Regions from separate parts of the Mus musculus genome. Here all the other regions are linked to region 3. A link is a contact called in public HiCAR-type, HiChIP or PLAC-seq and promoter capture Hi-C data. All regions are on one chromosome and are shown on one strand. Each heading gives the region's core, a stretch centred on a gene start, on an enhancer-like site or on the middle of the called end of the contact. The rest is flanking DNA. Distances are from core to core; before and after follow the strand shown.

Region 1 (2,741 bases), core at 85-2,584, 720 kb after region 3:
CTCTGGGAAATCTGACACCCTCTCCTGGTTTCTTCACAGACCAGCACACATATAATGTACACACACACACACACACACACTCATTCAAGCACTTCATACATTCACACACACTTAAACACTATATACCTGCACATACACTCAAACACTATACATACACTCAGACACACGTACAACAAATAAAGTAATAATGAATCTTTAAAAATCTTTTTAGAAAAGAATAGGACTTAGTGATAATTATCTCAAGTATAATAAAATTTTAAACTTTAAAAAAAAATATTTTTAGGTCTGGAAAGATGGCTCAGTGGTTAAGAACACTGGCTGCTTTTTCAGAGGACCCAGTTCAATTCCCAGCACCCACATGGAAGCTCACAACTGTCTGTAACTCCAATTCCAAGGGATCTGACACTCACACAGAAATACATGCAGGCAAAACACCAATCAATGCCCATTAAAAAGTAAATTGTTAAAAAATATTTTAAAGTGTCTTTTTAAAGGTAATATGAATGATTTATCTTTAAAAGGGACAAATAGTATATAATTTTTATTTAAGTTAAAGATCTTATTTTTTTTCCTGTGTGTTATTTGTTGTTTTTTCTTTTGTTTTTTGGGTCCCCCCTCGACATTGTTCGTTAGAAATTTATCTGATGTTGTTCTAAAGTCGTCAAGAGCATTAATTTCAAAAATCTGAAAAATAGAAAGGGAGATGCAGCTATTGGTGTTTGGTGCTACTGAAGCAGGAGTTAGGGAGTCTGGGAGACATTTATTTTAGGTATGTGCTGCAAAGGAGTCACGCAAAAAAAAAAAAGAAGAAGAAGAAGAAGAAAAGAAAAAAGGAAAACCTTTTGAAGGGAATCGTCTTCCCATAAATTGACATTGGAAAACCTGTTTTAAGTGCAGGTGGGACTTAATGCTGACCTCTACCCAGTAAGCTCCAGAGGGAGTAAGTTAAATGTGCAAACTGGGGTCAAAGGAGCATGAATATAAAACGGAGCTGGCTGAGTGCTCTGTGCCAGGATAACTCACTCTTAGGTCAGCAAACCATAATGTCAGCTATAAAAATAATAAGACAAAAAGCAACGTGGAAAACACAGCAAGTGTGATAAGATCAGTGCCCTCCCCCTACAAAGGGCTCACATGTTGGGGAGAAACACACTGACCACACTAAACACTGGGGCAGATGACACATTTCACAGGGTGATTCAATAAATTCATAAACAAGCACAGCAGAACATGGTTAAGGTCGAGTTTTTAAAGGACTACAGACTAGGAACTGTGTGTGCAACTGGAGTAAAGACAGAATAGTTTCTGGCGGCATACTGAAGAGTGTGGTTGAATCTCATGAAGTACAAGCGATTCACAGACTGTGCTAAGCACAAACCTGCTTAAACGCTGACAGACTATATCAGCATCAACAGCAAGATTTTTTTTTTCTCCCAAGAAATCCCTTTAGCTAGTAAATCATTTTTAGTTGAGTTTTGTTTAAAACTTAGATATGACCAAAAGAGGTCACTTTTTGAATTTCATCCAGGTTCATGACACATCCTGAGGGTGGGGTGAGGTGGAGTTTCTTTTGTTGTTGTTGTTAGCATAAGCCAAAACTTAGCTTCCTTTTTTTTTTTTAAGCTTTGAAAGTCTTCCAACGTATTACATTGAGGTCAGTGCTAGCTTCTTCGTGTCTTTCCTCAGAAATACCTTACTCTCAGTAAACATTTAGTACAGAACACATTTTATTTGCTTTTATACTAAAAACAAGGTCATGCAAATAGTGGGCATTTTCCTTCTTCTGTGTAAGAACATGTGTATATATGGGGCGCTGGCGATTGAACCCAGGGCCTTGTGCGTGCTAAGCGTGTACTCTACCACCGAGCTGCCCTCAAACTCCTAGATTCCTAGTGATTCATAGTTTACAAAGCAAAATGAACACGAGTGTGATTTCTACCTTCTAGGGATGTATATACTGAAGAGAAGGTGTGTTTGCAGGAAGCCCCAGGGAAGTCGTGGGACCCGGAAGACAGTCAGACCTTAGAATGCAGTCTGGCAGCAGTAGAAGTGGGGCTGAGCCAGGCGAAGTGTGTCAGCCAGACCAGCTGAGCGTCACATTACAAGCCTATGATAAACCTTTATAAAGAGTTGTTGTGATTAAAAAGAAAGTTCTTAGTGCAGTCCTGGGCCATAATGCTCAGAAAACATACCTGTGGCTTCAAAGACTCTAAATTTAGAAAGATCCTTGGTTCTATAGATGTTTTAAAACTTTAGTGAACATCAAAGTTGCAGCATTTAGTTGCCGTATGTCAACAAAACCATATATACATACATATTTTTTTAATTTTAGTTCTGACGTGTTTATTTAAACTGGGAGAGTTTATTCACAGTGTCTGGTATGTGATGACTACCTAGTGGATGTTAGCTCCCATGTTTACTTGATTTCATATTGATAAGAGGCTTAAAAAATACCCTCTAAAGCTACTCTTGCTATTAGTTTGTTGAATGAAAAAACTAGATGTAATTGGAATGAGAAAGGAAGTTGGTAGAAAGCAATTCATTTGAGTTATAATGGCATTTAGTAAAATTGAAATTCTGTCTGTTTTTAGGTGATTTAAAATACTTGGCTTTAGTTTTGATCATTTAAATACTAGATCTGAAGACCAAATATTCAGTGTACTTGAGGGGTGATTTGGTCTGTCTGAATGAATGGATCCATTGTCTCTGTAGACATGAGTTGGTTGTAATTTTCAGTTCTG
Region 2 (2,924 bases), core at 126-2,625, 800 kb after region 3:
CTAAGCCTTCAGACCACTTCCCAGTCCCCAGATCCTGATTCAGCAAGACTAGGGTGGCAGGCACCCCAGTAATCCCCCCCCCCCCCGTGAAGTCACTCCAGGTTTTATACAAAGCCCTGGCCCATGGGGGAGAAGTTGACTGGTGGTGACCCAGTCCATGGCAAAGCTTCGAGTAACTGAAGTCTTCCCCCCTGTACGCAGAGACAAACCGAGAACGGGAGCATGCAAGCTATTAGCATGAGTAGTAGGCTCAGTTTCCAACAGTCAAAAGAAGGTGTCTTTGAAGAACCGTTATCCAGTAAATAAGGTTTTGTCTTGCTAAATATGCAAAAGGTAGCTCAGGCTTTATAACTAACTCCCTATAACCCCAAACTACTAAGCTTTTGATCTAATATTCTGATATTTTCCCACTGCTCAATGCTGAGACAGGCTGTTCTTTAATGTTCAGGATCAGCCAGTCCTTTCCCCTGCTTTTACGTCCCTTTCATGGTATCTAAGCATGAAAATAATTAAACACTATCAGGATTCGCCTTGGACTCTGTTACCATGTGTCCCTCCTCCAACGTTCGTTTTTCACTTTAGTAATGGGAATTACTCAGGGACCAGAAAAAAAAAAAACTGTATTATTCTCATTTTTAAAACGAAGCAAATAAAAAACTGGGGAGGAGGCAGAAGGGACAGCTGTGTTCCTCGATTTCCCAGTACTCTGCTAAATCACTGACGGTCCCGCTCAGTTCTAAGTTCTCAAGGGCGGTTTTAAGGTTTCAGGGCGAGGACAGGGCACACCTGCCTGCATCCTGTTCCACAACTTACGGGATCTGAGCGAAATCTTTTTTGATTGGAAGAGAGTGATGCTAAGATATCAAACAGTCCAAATAATGATATTAATAAAACACTTAATTTCTTAAAAACTGATGGACGTGCCACATTCCAAAGCCCTGCGCTTCGGGACTTGTCTACTTAATAATAAAGCACGTTTGTCACCAGAGACACACTGTCCAGACAAGATGGCTCAGGGAGACCAAAGACCACGGAGCCTTGTTGCACAGGAGCGCCTGGGGCTGCAGCGCAGGAGAAGCAACCCTGCGTGTGCTCCAGTGTAGGCCCGAGGGAGGAAAGGCGGCGCTGCGACCGGGGGCTGCTGCCCTGCAAGGATCCAACAGCGAGCACCCAGCCTTACCCGGGGTCCTGGTCCCAGCATGCGTCGCGGCTCGGCGACCCGGAAACGCTCGCGCTCCTGCGCCTGCGGGGCGGGCTCGCTCGAGTGTTCCCCACACCCAAGAATGTCACAGACCCCACGCGCCACACATTGGGGAACAGAGGACAAGAAACACTGCCCGGTCCTTACCTGAGGCCTCCGCAACCCGACTGCGCAAGCGCACGGTCTTAGCGCCACGCCCCCAGCTTTAGCCACGCCCCACAGAGGAACCTGACCTAACTAGCTGTGGGAAGCTGGTATCGTTTAGGCAAGGTTATCCTGCCCGCGGTCACACCCAAGTAAAAGAATTCACATTTGAACCCAGGACACCATCTCCAAACTCTGCACATGGATCGTCTCTCCCACTCTAAACCCAAAATGTATCAGAACGGGAACAACCCATCGCCAGAGAGTGGCCAGAAAAGTGGGACCCTAAATTGGGATTTGCCCTTTAGCCAGGTTCCTAGACAATTCCTTTACACATTAAAGGTGAGAAGCGCTGTGCCTAGGTGCTGCCCAATAGTCAAGAAGAGGGCTGACCTAAGGGAAGGAAAGATAGGAGATGGGGCATAGGAATGCCTAAAGAGGGACCACGTGCATGACAAAGCCTGGAATGTCAGACTATATCCACTTTTATTAAAATGCAGTCTGTCCTCAGAGATCCACAGCCAGGGCTGCACGGAGAAACCCTGTCTCAAACAAGCAAACACAGGAAGCTATGAATGCTGCCCAACAAAACGTTCAAGGTAAACATAATGGAAATTGGGGGAGGGGGAGTGGCTTGGCTTGGCTTAGCTTAGCTTGGCTTGGCTTGACTTGGCTCACTGGTACAGCTAACTGTGCAACACTTATGGATCTTGCATCTTCGATTCCCTGTTCCTGTTGGTTCCGACTGTTGATTCGAACATCTGGACATGTCACTGCTGTTGCTAACCTGACTCTACAGAACTGTATCCATGAGGTGTTTGCCAGTGGATCCAACTACCGCTGCCTGCTAACCTGTGAACTGAACTGATTTCCAGACAACACAGAAGGGAGTTGCTCCAAAGAACCTTTCTAAACAGTTCCACTTCCCCCCCCCCCCCCGTATCCTTTCTTTCCCACTACCTCTGGTGAGTGGTGGGTTACAAGGAAGGTTAAAGTGTTTAAAAACCATCATTAAAAATGGAATTTGAGGGCTGGAGAGATGGCTCAGTGGTTAAGAGCACCGACTGCTCTTCTGAAGGTCCTGAGTTCAAATCCCAGCAACCACATGGTGGCTCAAAACCATAATGAGATCTGACGCCCTCTTCTGGTGCATCTGAAGACAGCTACAGTGTACTTACATATAATAATAAATATTTTTTTTTAAATGGGATTTGGAAAAATTAAAGTTACACCAGGGAGTACAAGTGTCAAAAAGATTATAAGGATTCAACAAGGTGCAAGGTGTGGCCTTGTTGAAGGAAGTGTGTCACTGGGGGTGTGATTTGAGGTTTCAAAAGTCCACACCAGACCCAGTCTTTCTCTTTGCCTATGGATCAGACTGTAGAGCTCTCAGCGACTTCTCCAGCTCCACCAAGTAGACAGTAAATTACCTCTGAAACTGTAGGTCAGCTCTCAATTAAGTCCTTTTTCTTTATGAATTGCCTTGGTTGTGGTGTCTCTTAAGAGCAATAACGCAATGACAAAGACATGGCTCAACTAGCCATTTTTATTAGTGGTCTTTTTGACAAATGCAATGTCA
Region 3 (2,939 bases), core at 75-2,574:
ACGGGTTATCCAGAGATCACACCAATGACCTGGGGCTACAATTCTTCCTTTATTAGAAGCAGTCTACCTCTTTCTTGGGTTGCCTTTTCCAGAGCCTAACAGAAACCTTGTTCTCTCAGGTGTTTTGCACGATACCTTGCATTGACCATAAACAAGAGCAGTTGCTTCCCAGGCCTTTTGACATCCTTGGCTTTCTCTTTGAAGAAAGCGTCCCCGAAGCTAGTTTGGGAAACAAGCTGAGTGAGTGGGGGTCGACCAGTTGGCTGCGATCGAGCATCCTCAGGGCAGGCCCTGCGGGCGGCAGCTGTGCGTGCGCCGCCAAGGGTGGTGGCGGCAGGCACCCCGCCCTTGGCCGCCGCCTCGGCGTGTCAGGTGTCGTGAGAAACGCGGGAGGGGCGGCCGCGAGCAGCGCCCAGGGAGATGACTGGAGCCGACTTCCCAGAAGCGGCGCACGCAAGGCACAGCTCCGCACGCAAGGGGGAGGCGACAGCAGAAACTTTTCAACCCAACCGTTTGTTGGCGTACAGAGCCGCCTCCTCCTCCCACTCACCGCCCCCTCTCGGGTCTGGCGCTCCAGGACTGTCTCTGGTGCCCAAGCTTGGATCACTGCCTGGGGCGACCTGAGCTGTCACGCGTGTCCAGCAGGTGGCAGAGTTCCTGTCGTTTCAACGCGGGAAGCCTTGCCTTCTGAGAGCTTTGTGTGCAGAAGGATGGTGCACGCCTTGGGGCGGGAGAACTTTAAAGGTTTCCAAATCTCAGAGGTAGAGATCTGTGCACACAAAGGGCCGCGGCCGTGGGGCCAAATGCTTTGTAAAACCTTAAGATAAAGATAAATGCAAGGCAAACCAAGCTGTCCTGATATTAAAATAGCAAGTTTCTTTTCCTGGCTCGGTGCCTAAGGATCATGAGCAAGGCACCAAACTCGAGTCACCTGGAGGAGGAGGGCGTGCTCCTGGTTGAGCTTTGCTCCAGCGCGCAGAGGCGTTGGAAATTCTGTCCCAAGCTCGGTTCTGAGGAAAGCGTGGGGGTCTTGACTGGGGGGTGGGGGGTGGGGAGGATGACTGACGACAAGCCCTTGTCGCCAAAGGAAAACTTTACAAGGCGGATCCTAACAAAGCTGCCAGCTATTGTTTCAGGAGGGTCCCAGCCAGAGGCGCGGATTTCCCACTGGACCACCCTGGGTCACTAAGCACGGATGTGAGACCCAACTCACAGATCTGTGGATTTTCGCAGTGCGTCCCGCCCCTCACGCCCCACCCCCTAAGGTCCCGCTTCCTCCAGTCTCTACCCAGTCCTTAAAACCCCGGAGTAGAGGGATGGCGCATCGCCTCTGGGGTGCGTTGCAGACACCTCTGCGACGCCAGCTTGAAAACTGCCAGCGGGCTGGGATTTAACTCCACTTTATCAACTCCCACCCCCGACCCTTCTCAACTGCAACCCCAACTCCGTGAGAAAGCCCTGACTTTGCGGGGTCCCAGGTGCAAACTTGAGACACTTTTGTCCCTGTCCTCCATCCTAATCTAAGTTTAGGCTCTGATTGAGTCAAGAGTAGGTGCTAAAGCAGCGGGCCTCAGGTGTCTAGGTCTCGGGGTCCCTGGGGACTCTCAGGTTGAAGCCTTGCCAGAATCTGGGCAGAGGCTCCAGAGCTTCTCCCAGATCCCGCTGCTCTACACCGCTGGAAACCACGCTTCATCGCAGGTCAGTCTGTCCGCGGAGCCACTTTCCTGAGGTCTCTTCAGGGCAGTTCTTGAAGGTCAGGGGTGGGGGTATTAGGTACTTTAAAAGAAACCTGCCTCAGTGTCTGCCACCCACCGGCATTGTGTCGGAATTCTGGGAACCGTTAGGCAGCTGGGGATTTGGAAGCCGATAGGTCTCTGCTGGAGGCTGAGTTGGGTAGGAAACATAGTTTTAAGCATCTTGCCCAGAAAGCTAGCCTTTACCTGAATTATGCACTGCCTCCTCTCTACTCAATCCCAGGGTAAAGCCCCATGCTGGGGCCGAGACGCGGGACGGAGGGCACTCTTTTTTTCCTTTGCACACCTGAGTTTCACGGTTTGCCTTTGTGTCCCCAGCATGGCCACCAGCCTTAGTGCAGACAGTCCACAGCAGCTGAGCTCGCTGTCTACCCAGCAGACCACTCTTCTGCTACTCTTCTCCGTCCTGGCCGCCGTGCACTTAGGCCAGTGGCTGCTGCGACAGTGGCAACGGAAACCGTGGTCCTCGCCCCCAGGTCCCTTTCCTTGGCCACTGATCGGAAACGCGGCGGCTGTTGGCCAGGCGTCGCACTTGTACTTCGCTCGCCTTGCAAGGCGCTATGGCGACGTTTTCCAGATCCGTCTGGGCAGCTGTCCCGTGGTGGTGCTGAATGGAGAGAGTGCCATCCACCAGGCCCTGGTGCAGCAGGGCAGCATCTTCGCGGACCGGCCGCCCTTCGCCTCTTTCCGTGTGGTGTCTGGTGGCCGCAGTCTGGCGTTCGGTCACTACTCTGAGCACTGGAAGACGCAGCGACGCTCGGCCTATAGCACGATGCGTGCTTTCTCCACGCGCCACCCGCGCAGTCGCGGTCTTCTCGAGGGCCACGCGCTGGCAGAGGCTCGAGAATTGGTGGCAGTGCTGGTGCGGCGCTGTGCGGGCGGCGCCTTCCTCGATCCAACGCAGCCGGTCATTGTGGCGGTGGCCAACGTCATGAGCGCTGTGTGCTTCGGCTGTCGGTACAACCACGACGATGCGGAGTTCCTAGAGCTGCTCAGCCACAATGAGGAGTTCGGGCGCACAGTGGGTGCGGGCAGCCTGGTGGATGTGCTGCCCTGGCTGCAGCTATTTCCCAACCCGGTGCGCACCACCTTCCGCAAGTTCGAGCAGCTCAACCGCAACTTCAGCAACTTCGTTCTGGACAAGTTCCTGAGGCACCGCGAAAGCCTGGTGCCCGGGGCTGCTCC
Region 4 (2,700 bases), core at 101-2,600, 780 kb after region 3:
GCTCCACCAAAATTTTATGGAATGCTTACAGTGAAGTAAGTATTTACCAAGAAAGTTCTCTCTTCTGAAGTAACCAAGATAAGGACAGAGTCTTTACCTAAATTTTACATAGTAGTAGTCATTTTGCAAAACTCACCAAACAGCAATTACTCAAGTAGAAGGGCTGCAGACAAGATCATCTCTCTACTCCTTGCCCTCTCCCACTCTTCCATACCAATGCAAAGTCTCACTTTCTTCTCATTTTAGTTCTCCCTGGCATCCATTCAGTCTATTCAAACAGTGTCTTCACTGACTTCTCTCTCCAAAGACTCCCAACCCAAAACTAAATCCAGTGCTTTTTTTTTTTTTTAAATAAGACAACAATTACGTTTCTTACAAGGCTTAATTATCTGGGGAGAAGACTTTGTCTTAACTTCATATCCCAAGTTTTACCATAATGCTTAACCTTCAAGAAAGACTCAAAGCTTTCTTTTAGCCAGGCAGGTGAAGACCACCTAGAATCCCAGCACTCAGGAGGGTAAATAAGAAGATGCTGCAAGTTCAAGGTCAACCTCATACATACAGCGTTTCCCTTATACAAACAGCAGAAATCCACAACCCCGGTTAGAAAATCAGCATTCCTTTAACTCAGGAAAATTAAATTACATTCTGTCACCTAAACTCCGCAGGAATTTGTCATGACCTCTTTTTTGGCACTGCCCTTTAACGCAAATGACAGATAAGACTATATTCCAAGGACTTCGGCGGTGGCTCAACACCTGATGGCTCTAGAGGCCTTCGGGCTCCTCTGTGTACACACACTGGGTGGTTCACGCTCCCCCTACGTTTACCTTGGCTGGGTTAGTCAAAACCTCCTTCATGTACTCGGCCACAGTGATGGGACCTGTAGACTTTATTTTGTACATAAGATGCCGCAGCATCGGTGTCACCTGGTTGCTTTCTGCCGGCTCATTCCCGGAGCTGTAGCATTTCCCTCTCCAAATACAGGGAAGGCCTGAAAAGCACGATTAAGCACCGCCCGCATTAGATATCTCCATTTCATTTACACGCGCAGCAAGCAGCCTAAAGCTTGTAAGGATGCCTCGTTCATCACTAACTTCGCCCCAACGTCAGGACCCGATGGAGGCAAGGCATGCACCGAACCCATGACTACAAGCCCCTCCACACAGCTAAGCCTCTCTGTGGACCAGCTTCCTGCTCCAGCCCCAGGTGAGCAACGGAGGGACCAAGGAGCCGCGCCATACGGTTTCCATGGAAACAGGATCCTGCAAGGGGACTCTCACCCGCGCGGGCCACGCAGCGTCTCACCAAAGCATTCATTCCTACACCCCGAGGCCAGGCTCCGCCCCGGAGGCGGGGTTTAAACGGTATTTCCTGAATCGCCCTCGCAATAGGAAGTGCGTCACCGTAAAGCGGAAGTAAGCTCCGGGCTGCACTCGCGTGTCCAGCCCGCCATGTCGGCCGACCAGGAACCTGTGGCGTTCCTTGCCAAGCAGCCCTGGCGTCCCAAACAGGTGACAGAAGATCCGGATGAGGAAGACGAGGAGGATGGCGATGAGGGCAAGAATGGCTTCTCCCTGGAGGAGGTGTTACGCCTCGGAGGCACAAAGGTAAGGGCCGCAGGCTCTGGGGAAGGGGATGCTCACGGCTGCCGGGAAGGTGGGACCCGCAGCCCAGCCTCCGACCTGCTCTGAGAGCTTCCCACGCATTTACTGTTACCGCGCTTCAGTGGGAAAAAAAACAGTTCGGCTTGCATGTTTTCTCCTGGGTTTATGCCTCGTTAAAATGTAGGCGATCGGATTCTAACCACGTGGGCAAATGTTTTGAACACGACCGTATGTGTAATCTACATCTGCTAGGTTAAAAGGTTGGATTGAAGTCGCTAAAAGAACCTGCCAGTTTACATTAGCCTTTTATGAAAGTGCCTCTTCCTCCCTACACTACCTCATAAAGTACTTTCTATTATTGGAAGGAGTGTTGTATGTTTGTTGGTACACTCGTGTGGAAGTCAGAGGACAACTTTGGAATCGATTCTCTCTTTTATGTGACTTCCGAGGATCGGACCTAAATCACCAGGCTCCTTGGCATAGACTTGACCCACTGAGCCATCCCCTGCCCACTCAGATAAACCTTTAACCTTGCTCACCTGATGCATTACGAGTGCCTAGATCATTGCGATTTTCACTGGATTTTGTGACTGTCAGCTTGAGAATCTTTTCATATCTTGAAGAAGGTTCTTCAAAAGCCTTTTCCCTATTGTGTACCTATCTTTGGCACATTTTCCTGTTGGATATCTGTGAGTTTGCCAGATAATAGTGTAATAATTCATATGTGATGGTTTTTAAAAATGAAGTTCTTACTGAATTTCTGGGTTTGTAATACGGCCTTTTTTTTTTTTTTTTAATGTGTTTCTACAGCAAGATTACCTTATGCTGGCTACTTTGGATGAAAATGAGGAAGTGGTGGATGGGGGCAAAAAGGGAACCATTGACGACCTTCAACAAGGTGAACTGGAGTCATTTATTCAGAATCTGAATTTGGCCAAATACTCAAAGTCTTTGATTGAAGAAGATGAACCAGAGAAAAAGGAAAACACCAGCAAAAAAGAAGCAAAACTACTGAAGGTGGAGAATAAAAAACAAAAAGCAACAGAAGGAAAAAAGACATCGGAAAAGAAGGTGAAAAATAAGACTGTACCAG
Region 5 (2,916 bases), core at 187-2,686, 880 kb after region 3:
TACAAGTCTTGGTGATCTTGTTCCTGAAACGGAACGAGGTTGTAATTGCTGAGATGGGTGTTGAATCCAGGGCCTCATACAAGCAAGGAATGTGCTTTATAACTGAGCTAAATCTCTAATTCAAACTAGATTATTTTTAAGGGAAGCATTTAACTCCACAGACATGGTGGCCCTCTGGTGTGATTTCAGCACCCAGCAGTTCGAGGACAGTATGATCTACCTGTGTAAAAATACACACACACACACTTACAAAAGTACAAGGGATTACATGTTACTTTTAAAGCTCTGCCTTTTATAGTTATTCCATCTTTTACATATAATTTTCACATAAAATCACACTGAAACTTCACAGCTGGGGGCACTGTAGATTCATTAAATGATACGGTTTGAGGAAGTTAATTACCAATAGTGAGGACATTATGTTAGGAAGTGGAATAAGGGGGCTGGAGAGATGGCTCAGAGGTTAAAAGAACTGTCTGCTCTTCTAGAGGTCCTGAGTTCAATTACATGGTGGCTTTATAACTATTTATAATGAAATCTGGTGCCCTCTTTGGGCCTGTAGGCATACATGCAGGCAGAACGCTATATAATAAATAAATCTTAAAAAAAAAAAAAAGGAAGGAAGAAGGAAAGAAAGAAAAAGAGAGAGAGAGAAAAGAATAAGGAATTGGGTCTTAAAATGTGAAGGTTCCCCTCCTATGAGGACAACATACACTAGCATTATCCACTTCCTTCAAATATAAGAATAAACTCCACAAGTCGATAGATAACCCAGGTAGGGATGCTGGTGGCCTGACCCCTCACTTAAGAGTCACAACAGCGAAGTGGTCAGGATTCTGGGTCTGAGGGGGTAAATCACGCAGCATCTGTTGATGGTTGGAGGTGGTGTGTGTCAAAGAGCCAGAGCAAGTTTAGGTGAAGCGCTTTGCCTGTTCCGAAATAATGGAGCAACCACTTTCTCAACAGGACGATTATAGGTGCTGCTAGCGTATTTCAGTATTGAGCACCGAGTTTGAAGCAGAGCTACAGAACACACAGAGCTGGGCTAACTCTCCTGTGGGTGCCTCGGGCATCGCAGGCTCTTTCTTCCCTCCCGCTCTCCTCCCTCCTGCACCCTCCCACCAAAACGACCACTTACGGATGGGGCGTAGCTGACGCTGTGATAGGCAGTCACAGCCAACTTGCACCGACCTCTGTCATTCTCCTGAGCGCCCGCACACCCTGAAGCCGGAGCTTTACTGCCCGGAACCAGCTCCGCGGAGGTCGCGCTGCGCATGCGCCGTGCAATTGGCGCAGGACCCACAAACATCCCACTCGTCCCCGACAGCCGATTCGCTTCGAAACTTGGGGTGGGCGGGGCTAAGAGGACGTGGGGGCGGGCCGGTCCGCAGGACCTGTGTCTCGCGCATGCGTCGTCTCCCGGCTTCCTGAGGGCCGGAGTTTGGGAGGCGGGGCATCCGGGTCCCTCGGCAGAGCGGAGCTTGGCTGCTCGGCTCGGACTAGACCAGGAGGTGAGGCGGTCTCGCGCGCTGTCAGAGCCTGCAGGCTGTGACATCCCTGGGTCCCAGGACATTTTCCGAGGGCTGAGGAGGGAATTCGAGTTTTGAGGCCGGGGATCCTCAGCCTCGGGGTTGACAGCTCGAGGACTCCTACGACGGGAGGCTGACATCCCAGGGCGGCCCGGGGACCCCGGTTTGCGTTTCCAGCAGACTCTCAGTTGTCGGGGTCTTCGGAGCGGCCCGGTGCATCCAGACCCGGAGCACTGCATTCCCGGGGCGAGGGGTTGTCCCGGGCGCCCCTGCCGCAGTGTCCCCGTGGGGCCCGCCTCCGCCGATCAGAACCCTACGGTCACTCTTCTGGGTCCCGGTGGCGAGGGACGGGTGGCGGAGAAAGCTCCCCAGACGCCTGAGCTCGGTGCTTCGGGGTTCTCAGGGTAGAATGAGTTAATAGCCTGTGTTCTAACAGGGAAACAACCGCCCCGGAATAGTGCCTTTTTTGCAGTATTTACATTTTCCTTTCATTCCATTCTTATCGCCAGTTTTTTCTTTCTTTCTTTCTTTCTTTCTTTCTTTCTTTCTTTCTTTCTTTCTTTCTTTCTTTCTTTCTTTCTTTCTTTCTTTCTTTCTTTCTTTCTTTCTTTCTTTCTTTTAAATCATTGTCCTTTCAAAGTTAGTTCTCTAATGAGAAATGAAACCACGCTTTCTTTCCCTAGCTTAGTGGTTGCATTTATGAAACTTGACATTTAATATTTAAGAAATCCTTACATGTAAGGGCTGGAGAAAGGAATCCGTGATTAAGAATACTTGTTGCTTTTGACAAGGACCTGGGTTTGATTTCCAGCGCCCACAAGATGACTCACAACCATCTGTAACTCCAGTTCTAGGGGGAGCCAACACCCTGTATATATATATATGTGTGTGTGTGTGTGTGTGTGTGTGTGTGTGTGTGTGTGTGTATGTATGTATGTATGTATGTGTATACATACATTTGGGCAAAACACTCCTACACATAAATTAAAAATTCCTTAGAATATATTTTACTCTTTTTTTAAAAAACGAATCTGTTCATTTAAGGTGTGAATTAAGAACATCAATAATGGAGCTAGCTCACAGTTTATTGCTAAATGAGGAAGCTTTGGCTCAGATCACGGAGGCAAAGAGACCCGTGTTCATCTTTGAATGGTTGAGATTTCTTGATAAAGTCCTAGTTGCTGCCAACAAGGTAAGCATTGCCCACCTCACCATAGGTTGATATAAAGAAAATTGAAGGCATTGTGTTTTGAAAATGTTATGAGTCTTTCATCTAAGGAATTGGAGGATGTTATACTATGGGAATTTCTACCTTATCCTTCTCTTAGTCAGCAATAAAACCCAAACCTTGTCTACGTCCTGCTTGTTGCATGCTTCATATCTGTCT
Region 6 (2,924 bases), core at 333-2,832, 690 kb after region 3:
AAACTGAATGCAAATTGCTCTGATGAGATCCTGCGAGTCTTGCTGAGAGAAGATATTCCTGGCTGGGCCAAAACATCTATTGTGAAGAAGAGAGAAAGAGAGAAAGAAAGAAAGAAAGAGAGAAAGAGAGAAAGAGAGAAAGAGAGAAAGAGAGAAAGAGAGAAAGAGAGAAAGAAAGAAAGAAAGAAAGAAAGAAAGAAAGAAAGAAAGAAAGAAAGAAAGAAAGAAAGAAAGAAAGAAAGAAAGAAAGAAAGAAAGAAAGAAAGAAAGAAAGAAAGAAAGAAGAGAGCAGTTAGGCAAGGGAACGCTTAAGAAGAGGGTACACTGGAATGAATCTGCTTTTAATCTTAAAGTAAAAGAATCACAAAATATATTTAAAGAGTCTCTGTCTCTCTCCCTCTCCTCCCTCCCTCGCTCCCTGCCCTCCACCACCACCATTTTGATCATATTCACAACCCATACCCTACTCAATTGAGCCCCTTCTGAACTGGGCCCTTTCCTTTGACACCTTTTTTGTTTAGTTAGGGTTGCCTGCATTAGTGTGAGTGGTGTCTGGGTAAGACTTTAAGAACAAAGATGTAATCAGATTTAGATTTTAGTGGATGTTGGCAGTTTCCGATTCCAGAGAAATGTCCGAAATGTCCTCCCACCCCTTAACGCTCCCTGTAGAAAAAGATTATACACAGTTTTGTTTTAAAAGCCTCACTCCCTAGGAGACGAGGCTGCAGCTAGTAGTATGGTCAGTGCTTTAGCTCTTCAGTGACCTTGTGAGTGGGTTCGGTCTCCCATTTCTATCCCTGGGGGGGCAGGGAGAGGTCTCACTTATTTCAAATCCAGGACTATCCATTAATATTACAGATTCTGTACCCAGATTAATTCTCCCCTATGTTCTCAAAAGCTGCCCCCCACCCCGCTTTCTGCATCCAGACGAGTGGCCTTTATGACAATATATTTTACTTTGAAGATATAAAACGTCGACGTGGAAGAACTATCTAGTTTTTGTGTCAGTGACTGTACCGCGCAGATGTTTCTCTTTCATCAACTATTTATAATTTAACACACAGGGCTTCTTCTCTCTGAGGTTCCATGACTGTCGACCGCTCTTTTGGTAGAGAGGGCAACGCACCAGTGTTAAGGTGCACAAGAGGAAACACAGGCACGTGCAAGCGGCGTCTCCAAGTTTTGCTGTGGCGCCGGTGAAGGACTGTGTCTGTGTAGCTCTGGGTGTTGGGTGACAGCTGCCCCCGGGAACGCCGAAAGGGACAACTTTGGAAAGGAGGGTCCTCCACTCTGGACGCTGCGTTCAGGTGGTCACCTCTTGTCACCGACTGCCAGCGCCCGCCTAGGGGGACAGCAAAGTGAGAGGTTCGAGTACAGCGCGTCCTTCCAGTCGCGCTCAAGCCCGCGCTCCGAGCGCCCGGTGGGGACCTCTGCGGGTTTGCAGAGCCTCCGCGCGCCCCCTCGGAGCCAGACCCACCAACCGCGCGCGGCGGGGAACTACAGCTCCCGGCAGGCCCCGCGCGGGCCGCGCGCCCCCGCCCGCGCGCCCCGGCCCCCCGCCCTCCGGCCTCGAGACGGGACGGGAGGGAGGGCAGGAGGAAGGGGCGCGGGCGGGCGGGTTCGTGCGAGGCGCGTGAAGCCTCGCTGGCTCCTGCTCCGGGACGCGGACGCTGGCGCGCGCCGACTTTCTCCAGAACAGCCGAGCCCGCCTCTGTAAGTAGTCGCTGGAGGGAGCGCGGAGCAGACACCGAAAAAAGTTCGCGCCGCCGCCGCCGCTGCCGCTTTGTTCTCCCGACCCGTCGGGCTGAGGTGGCGCGGCCCCTCCCCCACCGCATGCGGCGGCCGCGGCGACGGCGGCGGGACTCGGACCCGCGCGGGGCTGGGCGGCGGCCGCGGCTGGGCGGGAAGTCGGGGCGGTGCTCCGCGGGCGGCCGGGGGCGCCGGCGCGGCCAAGTTCCGCGGTCCGCGCCGAGGCCAAGTTGGAGTCGCGCGGCTGCTGCTGGTGACCCACCGCGCCCTGGCCCTCGGGGACCCGCTTTCTCCCGAGCCCCGCCAACTAATCCTGCCGCCGGCGGCACGGTGCAGTGAGCCTTCCCGGTTCTTTGCTGCACTTTTCCTGGTCCTGGGGCTGGAAGGGGCGAGTATCCGGGGTTTGGAGGATAGTGACCCCAGTTTCCTGACTGCCTTTAGGCTTGCCTGTTGCAGCCTCGCTCCAAGTCGTTCTCATTCCCTGGGGGAGCTTCGCCCTGAGTTGAAACATCCGCGAGTGTGGAGCAATAAAATAGTAATAATAATAATAATAATAATGAGCACACACGACATTACTTGATTGCGTGTCGGGTATTTTAGTTCACATCGTCGAAATCAGAAGTATAGGCCGTGCTGTCAGCAAGCACGAATATAAATCAGGCTACAGGCGACCTGCAGACTTTTCCGTACACAGATTGATGGCATGGATGTAACTGTCCCTTCAACCACGCCCGTCCCCACAGGAAATATGACTATCGGTGTCATCTTTGATTAAAGAGGATAAGTTTCAACATGAAGTACTACTTTGTAGGACAGGGCCTTTAAAACCTGTAGGCACAAATGAAGCAACAGTTTGAGATACTTTCATCCATGTCCTAGAAAAACGTTATTACACTAAAAAGTTACTTTTACTCTGTACCTGATGTTGCAGTTTTAGCAGTTTTGATTTTGTTCAGCTGGAGTTTAAACTTTTAATGCCAGGCGGGTAGACAAGCCTACGGATTTGCTTCAAGAAAGCATCCCTGAAGTTGCCAGACTCAGTTCTGAGTAACATTTGCTCTAGAAGAACATTTCCTCTCCCAGTTATAATCTGGGGTGGGATAAAACAGCAGTTTAGCCAGAAAGTTGTTTCAAGTTTTTGCAAATATATTATTTTTAAAACGTCTCACGGGAAC
Region 7 (3,051 bases), core at 232-2,731, 830 kb after region 3:
CCATTCGCCTCCAGAAAGATCCAGAGGCACCCCTTTCAGTGGCTAACACTTCAGCTAGATGTTCCAAGACCCCGAAGAAATTATGGTGATCATGGGTCTTTGGAAATGCCAAGAGTAAACCACCTAGAATGGAATAGGTAGAGTGAGCAGAATGGCATCCATTGTGAATGTTCAGTAGAGAAATGTCTGCAGAGATCTCGCTGTCAGCTTCTCCCTAGGTAGTCGGGTGTTCATTTAAGGTGCTATAGTAGGGAGCGGGAGTTTATCGAGGCTGATCTGGTCACGGGCTTTTCACATTAGAGACCTCAAATTACACCCAGGATCCACGCTACAAGAAAAGTTAGGCTGTTGTTCTCCTACCTTACAGGAAAGGAAGAAGAAAGGAGTGGGCACAGCAATGTTGACTGTGAAATTGGGGGCTCTGTCTTGGGACTTTTCCATCTCTCACCAGTTGCCATGTTGGGAGTACAATTTCCCGGTTCTAATTCTAGCTCCTGAGTTCTCCTCATAGGGATGGTGCTCAGCTCAGAGTGCAGGCATGAAGATGTGTCACTGGGCAGTGTGCCACAAGCTAAACCCTCAAGTCCTGGGCCAGCAAGTTCCATTATGGGAGTGTGTTACAGTCTTACAGGAAGGTAGGATTGCTTTTCTTTTCTTTTTTTTTTTTTAATTTTGTTTTAACCCGTATACGAGTTCACTATAGCTGTCTTCAGACACACCAGAAGAGGGCATCGGATCCCATTACAGATGGTTGTGAGCCACCATGTGGTTGCTGGGAATTGAACTCAGGACCTCTGGAAGAGCAGTCAGTGCTTTTACCTGCTGAGCCATCTCTCCAGCTCAGGCAAGGTTCCTTATTAAGCAGGGACTGCTGGTGTTGGCCTTGTGATAAAACATTCCTTGTGGCCTTTCTGGGAGCAGGTGGATCTTAACAGGGGCCTGGCCTGGTGAGTGATATGCAACAAGGGGCTAGCAGGTAACTGCTGAGGGCTGGACAAATAGATTTAAGAGAGAATTCTTCAACCCTCTGGCCAATGTTGTCAAGATGGCTATGTCCTCCTTGGCATGGCAGTGTGAAAGGGGAAGGAGACTAACGTTTACAAACCTGGACTTCAATTGTCACAGACATAGCTTGGCTGGACCCTCTGAGAGGCGAGTTACTCAGTATCTCCCACTGCACATCGGAATTCGGTAGCATCCATGTGCCCAGTTGCTTCCTCAAAGTTTGTTTTGAAAAGTAGATTGTGATCATTGATCCAGGAGCAGGAGGCTTGGGTTTCTCCTTCTTCTTCCTGCAGAGCTTTCCCAGAATGGAAGCCAGGAAGTGTCCGAAACCTGGAGAAGCTGGCAGTTACTGCAGTTGCACAGGAGAGGGGAGGCGGGCCCGGACCTTGGCTCCCGCGCTGGGGTACAGAGGCGACACGCCTACCTGACTTCTCGCGGGTGCGAGCCGGTGCGGGAGGGGCCCAGAGCAGTGTGGGAAGGCGGAGTCCGCCGGGAAAACGAAACAGAAGAGAACCGGCCAGGCCCGGACTTCCATGGGCAGCAGCAGCGGCAGGGAACGGAGGGCGAATAGATTTCAGAGCCTGCACCTGAAGTACAATTCGAATCCTGCTCCAGGGAGCGAGCCACTGTCCGGATCCAGAAACTTTGGTAAGACCTGAGGGCTATTTTCCCACTCCTGGATAGCGGTTGCAGGAAAAGGGACCCAGAAGGAAAATGACAAGCCCAATGACTTAAAACTCTGGAGGGAACTCTAGAAGCCTGAATGACCCAGAGACTGAATTCTGCGCCAAGACTTTGTGCTGCACAGTCATGGCATTCCAATTAGCTGTCCTTTGTGACAAGCGGGTCCTGCTCCATCCTCCACCAGCCGCTATGGTCAGGCAACCCCCCCCCCCGCGCCTCCCCCTCCCCTTCCCCCTTCTTCTCCCAACTCCCCCGCCCAGTGCCCACCACTTTCAGACTTACTTGGTGGTTCTGGGCCACAGCCAAATACCCTCCAACTCCTGCCTTCATGCTGCCTGTTTCTACTTCCTGGAAAGCCCTTTCCACCTCACCCCACCCCCAAGTGACTTCCTGGGCAGATCTGTCTATCCAGTCCTTTTCACAGAGCCAATGATATGAATTACCTTCCCTAAGCTAGAAACTCCACTCTGCCCTCATAGCCAGCGCCCCCCGTCCCCTGCCCCATATTTTTCTCAATCTTCCAACTAGTACTTAGTACTAGAATTAGTCTTTTTCCTTCTACCAGTAAGATCCCAAGAGCAGTTTTCATTGGCTTGTATAAGCCTAGCACCTGATCCCTGACAGGTGCTCGTTCCATGTATGTTAAGTGGATGGTAATTCATAAATAACCTTGAATTCTAGAGAAACGGGATTCCCTGTTGCACCTTTAGTACTAACCGTGCCTTGCCCCCTGGAGTTAAAGACACTCTCAGGGCAGAGTGTGTGCTTGTTTTTCAGCTTGCCCTGCGGCCCTGGAGGGACCCAAACACTGTGTGCAGCTTGCTCCTTTATATATCATATACTAGCTGAATGCATGTTGTATGGGAAGCAGCGACTGGAGGGGCTCAGCCTTCTGGGGTCCTACAGTCTTCAGGAAGGAGAAAGATCAGGGTCTTCAGGATATAGGTGAGACAAGCAGGTGGCATTTGTTGGTGCATGTGATGGGCTGCTCTTTGGGTGAGCGACTGAGAGCTGAGAGCAGCTTCCTGGTAAGCATCCTGATTCCTTTATAGGAATCCCACCTGTCAATACAGTGGTGAGGTGGAGTGATTCTAGTTGCCCCTGCAGCATCACAGAAGGCCAGCCCATCCTGAGAGGTGAATAAAATTGCTCCCTAGACAAAGGGTTCCAACTCCTGGGAGCATGGATTGGACCGTACCTAGCCATTCATTCCCCAGTGGACTTATTCATTCATTTGTACCAAGCCCTTATTATAGTTCTGGTACCTTCATTCCTTTTTCAGTTACAACTGTTATATTGATTTTTAAAAAGAATTTATTGGGGGCTGAAGAGATGGCTCAGCGGTTAAGAGCGCTGACCACT

Evidence for each region. HiCAR-type assays count read pairs that join an accessible place to other places. HiChIP or PLAC-seq counts read pairs in DNA pulled down with a chosen protein or histone mark. Capture Hi-C pulls out chosen DNA fragments and counts their contacts.
Region 1: a contact with region 3 is called in an H3K4me3 HiChIP or PLAC-seq map of bone marrow-derived macrophages, with 5 times the contacts expected there. The contact joins the enhancer-like site here to the promoter of Cyp1b1 in region 3. A contact is called at or near these places in 8 of 39 promoter capture datasets (the 3T3-L1 cell line, cranial neural crest, frontonasal cranial neural crest and 4 more), 3 of 115 datasets of contacts at active chromatin or transcription factors (astrocytes, bone marrow-derived macrophages and stem cell-derived neural progenitor cells) and 1 of 9 other capture datasets (macrophages).
Region 2: an H3K4me3 HiChIP or PLAC-seq map of forebrain shows a contact between it and region 3, with 5 times the contacts expected there. The contact joins the promoter of Cebpzos here to the promoter of Cyp1b1 in region 3. A contact is called at or near these places in 2 of 39 promoter capture datasets (liver and pre-B cells), 5 of 115 datasets of contacts at active chromatin or transcription factors (bone marrow-derived macrophages, embryonic hindbrain, embryonic stem cells and 1 more) and 3 of 9 other capture datasets (adipose tissue, liver and macrophages).
Region 4: a contact with region 3 is called in a HiCAR-type map of astrocytes, with 3 times the contacts expected there. The contact joins the promoter of Ndufaf7 here to the promoter of Cyp1b1 in region 3. A contact is called at or near these places in 6 of 39 promoter capture datasets (the 3T3-L1 cell line, cranial neural crest, frontonasal cranial neural crest and 2 more), 9 of 115 datasets of contacts at active chromatin or transcription factors (astrocytes, bone marrow-derived macrophages, embryonic forebrain and 4 more) and 1 of 9 other capture datasets (adipose tissue).
Region 5: a contact with region 3 is called in a promoter capture Hi-C map of adipose tissue, with 6 times the contacts expected there. The contact joins the promoter of Heatr5b here to the promoter of Cyp1b1 in region 3. A contact is called at or near these places in 2 of 39 promoter capture datasets (hippocampal neurons and liver), 1 of 484 Hi-C or Micro-C datasets (embryonic stem cells), 3 of 115 datasets of contacts at active chromatin or transcription factors (astrocytes, bone marrow-derived macrophages and embryonic stem cells) and 2 of 9 other capture datasets (adipose tissue and embryonic stem cells).
Region 6: a HiCAR-type map of astrocytes shows a contact between it and region 3, with 3 times the contacts expected there. The contact joins the promoter of Prkd3 here to the promoter of Cyp1b1 in region 3. A contact is called at or near these places in 8 of 39 promoter capture datasets (the C10 cell line, cranial neural crest, embryonic stem cells and 4 more), 2 of 484 Hi-C or Micro-C datasets (bone marrow-derived macrophages and embryonic stem cells), 7 of 115 datasets of contacts at active chromatin or transcription factors (astrocytes, bone marrow-derived macrophages, embryonic basal ganglia and 3 more) and 3 of 9 other capture datasets (adipose tissue, liver and macrophages).
Region 7: a contact with region 3 is called in a FOXA1 HiChIP or PLAC-seq map of pancreatic cancer cells. The contact joins the promoter of Eif2ak2 here to the promoter of Cyp1b1 in region 3. A contact is called at or near these places in 3 of 39 promoter capture datasets (liver and pre-B cells), 1 of 484 Hi-C or Micro-C datasets (CD4 T cells) and 7 of 115 datasets of contacts at active chromatin or transcription factors (astrocytes, bone marrow-derived dendritic cells, embryonic stem cells and 4 more).

What each region holds. Positions count from the first base shown.
Region 1 is chr17:78,993,879-78,996,619 of GRCm38.p6, reverse strand. All of the region lies in intron 2 of Prkd3 (protein kinase D3), which reads left to right. All of the region lies in intron 5 of Gm41622 (a long non-coding RNA gene), which reads right to left. Among named protein-coding and RNA genes, the nearest start is that of Gm41622, 11 kb to the right of the region's middle. Within about 2 kb of position 1,334, at least 79 of the 459 cell types and tissues checked have an H3K27ac peak or open chromatin away from gene starts, as enhancers often do. A contact at or near this core is called in bone marrow-derived macrophages and liver, where this site is marked.
Region 2 is chr17:78,914,950-78,917,873 of GRCm38.p6, reverse strand. Cebpzos (CCAAT/enhancer binding protein (C/EBP), zeta, opposite strand) reads right to left here and starts at 1,375. Exons shown (of 5, transcript NM_001177403.1): 1 at 1,181-1,375.
Region 3 is chr17:79,713,446-79,716,384 of GRCm38.p6, reverse strand. Cyp1b1 (cytochrome P450, family 1, subfamily b, polypeptide 1) reads left to right here and starts at 1,324. Exons shown (of 3, transcript NM_009994.2): 1 at 1,324-1,698; 2 at 2,073-2,939. The coding sequence starts at 2,074. RefSeq lists enhancers at 299-327, 440-469, 460-490, 253-521 and promoters at 253-1,451, 1-1,457.
Region 4 is chr17:78,935,785-78,938,484 of GRCm38.p6, reverse strand. Ndufaf7 (NADH:ubiquinone oxidoreductase complex assembly factor 7) reads right to left here and starts at 1,350. Exons shown (of 10, transcript NM_028611.3): 1 at 1,284-1,350; 2 at 831-994. The coding sequence starts at 1,320. It overlaps Cebpz (CCAAT/enhancer binding protein zeta), which reads left to right and starts at 1,415. Exons shown (of 16, transcript NM_001024806.2): 1 at 1,415-1,610; 2 at 2,418-2,700. The coding sequence starts at 1,455.
Region 5 is chr17:78,833,901-78,836,816 of GRCm38.p6, reverse strand. Heatr5b (HEAT repeat containing 5B) reads left to right here and starts at 1,436. Exons shown (of 36, transcript NM_001081179.1): 1 at 1,436-1,511; 2 at 2,574-2,721. The coding sequence starts at 2,596. Gpatch11 (G patch domain containing 11) reads right to left here and starts at 1,301. Exons shown (of 10, transcript NM_181649.6): 1 at 1,139-1,301; 2 at 1-23.
Region 6 is chr17:79,019,474-79,022,397 of GRCm38.p6, reverse strand. It overlaps Prkd3 (protein kinase D3), which reads left to right and starts at 1,582. Exons shown (of 19, transcript NM_001171004.1): 1 at 1,582-1,713.
Region 7 is chr17:78,881,002-78,884,052 of GRCm38.p6, reverse strand. Eif2ak2 (eukaryotic translation initiation factor 2-alpha kinase 2) reads left to right here and starts at 1,481. Exons shown (of 16, transcript NM_011163.4): 1 at 1,481-1,653. Gm26637 reads right to left here and starts at 2,169. Exons shown (of 2, transcript XR_876974.2): 1 at 1,972-2,169.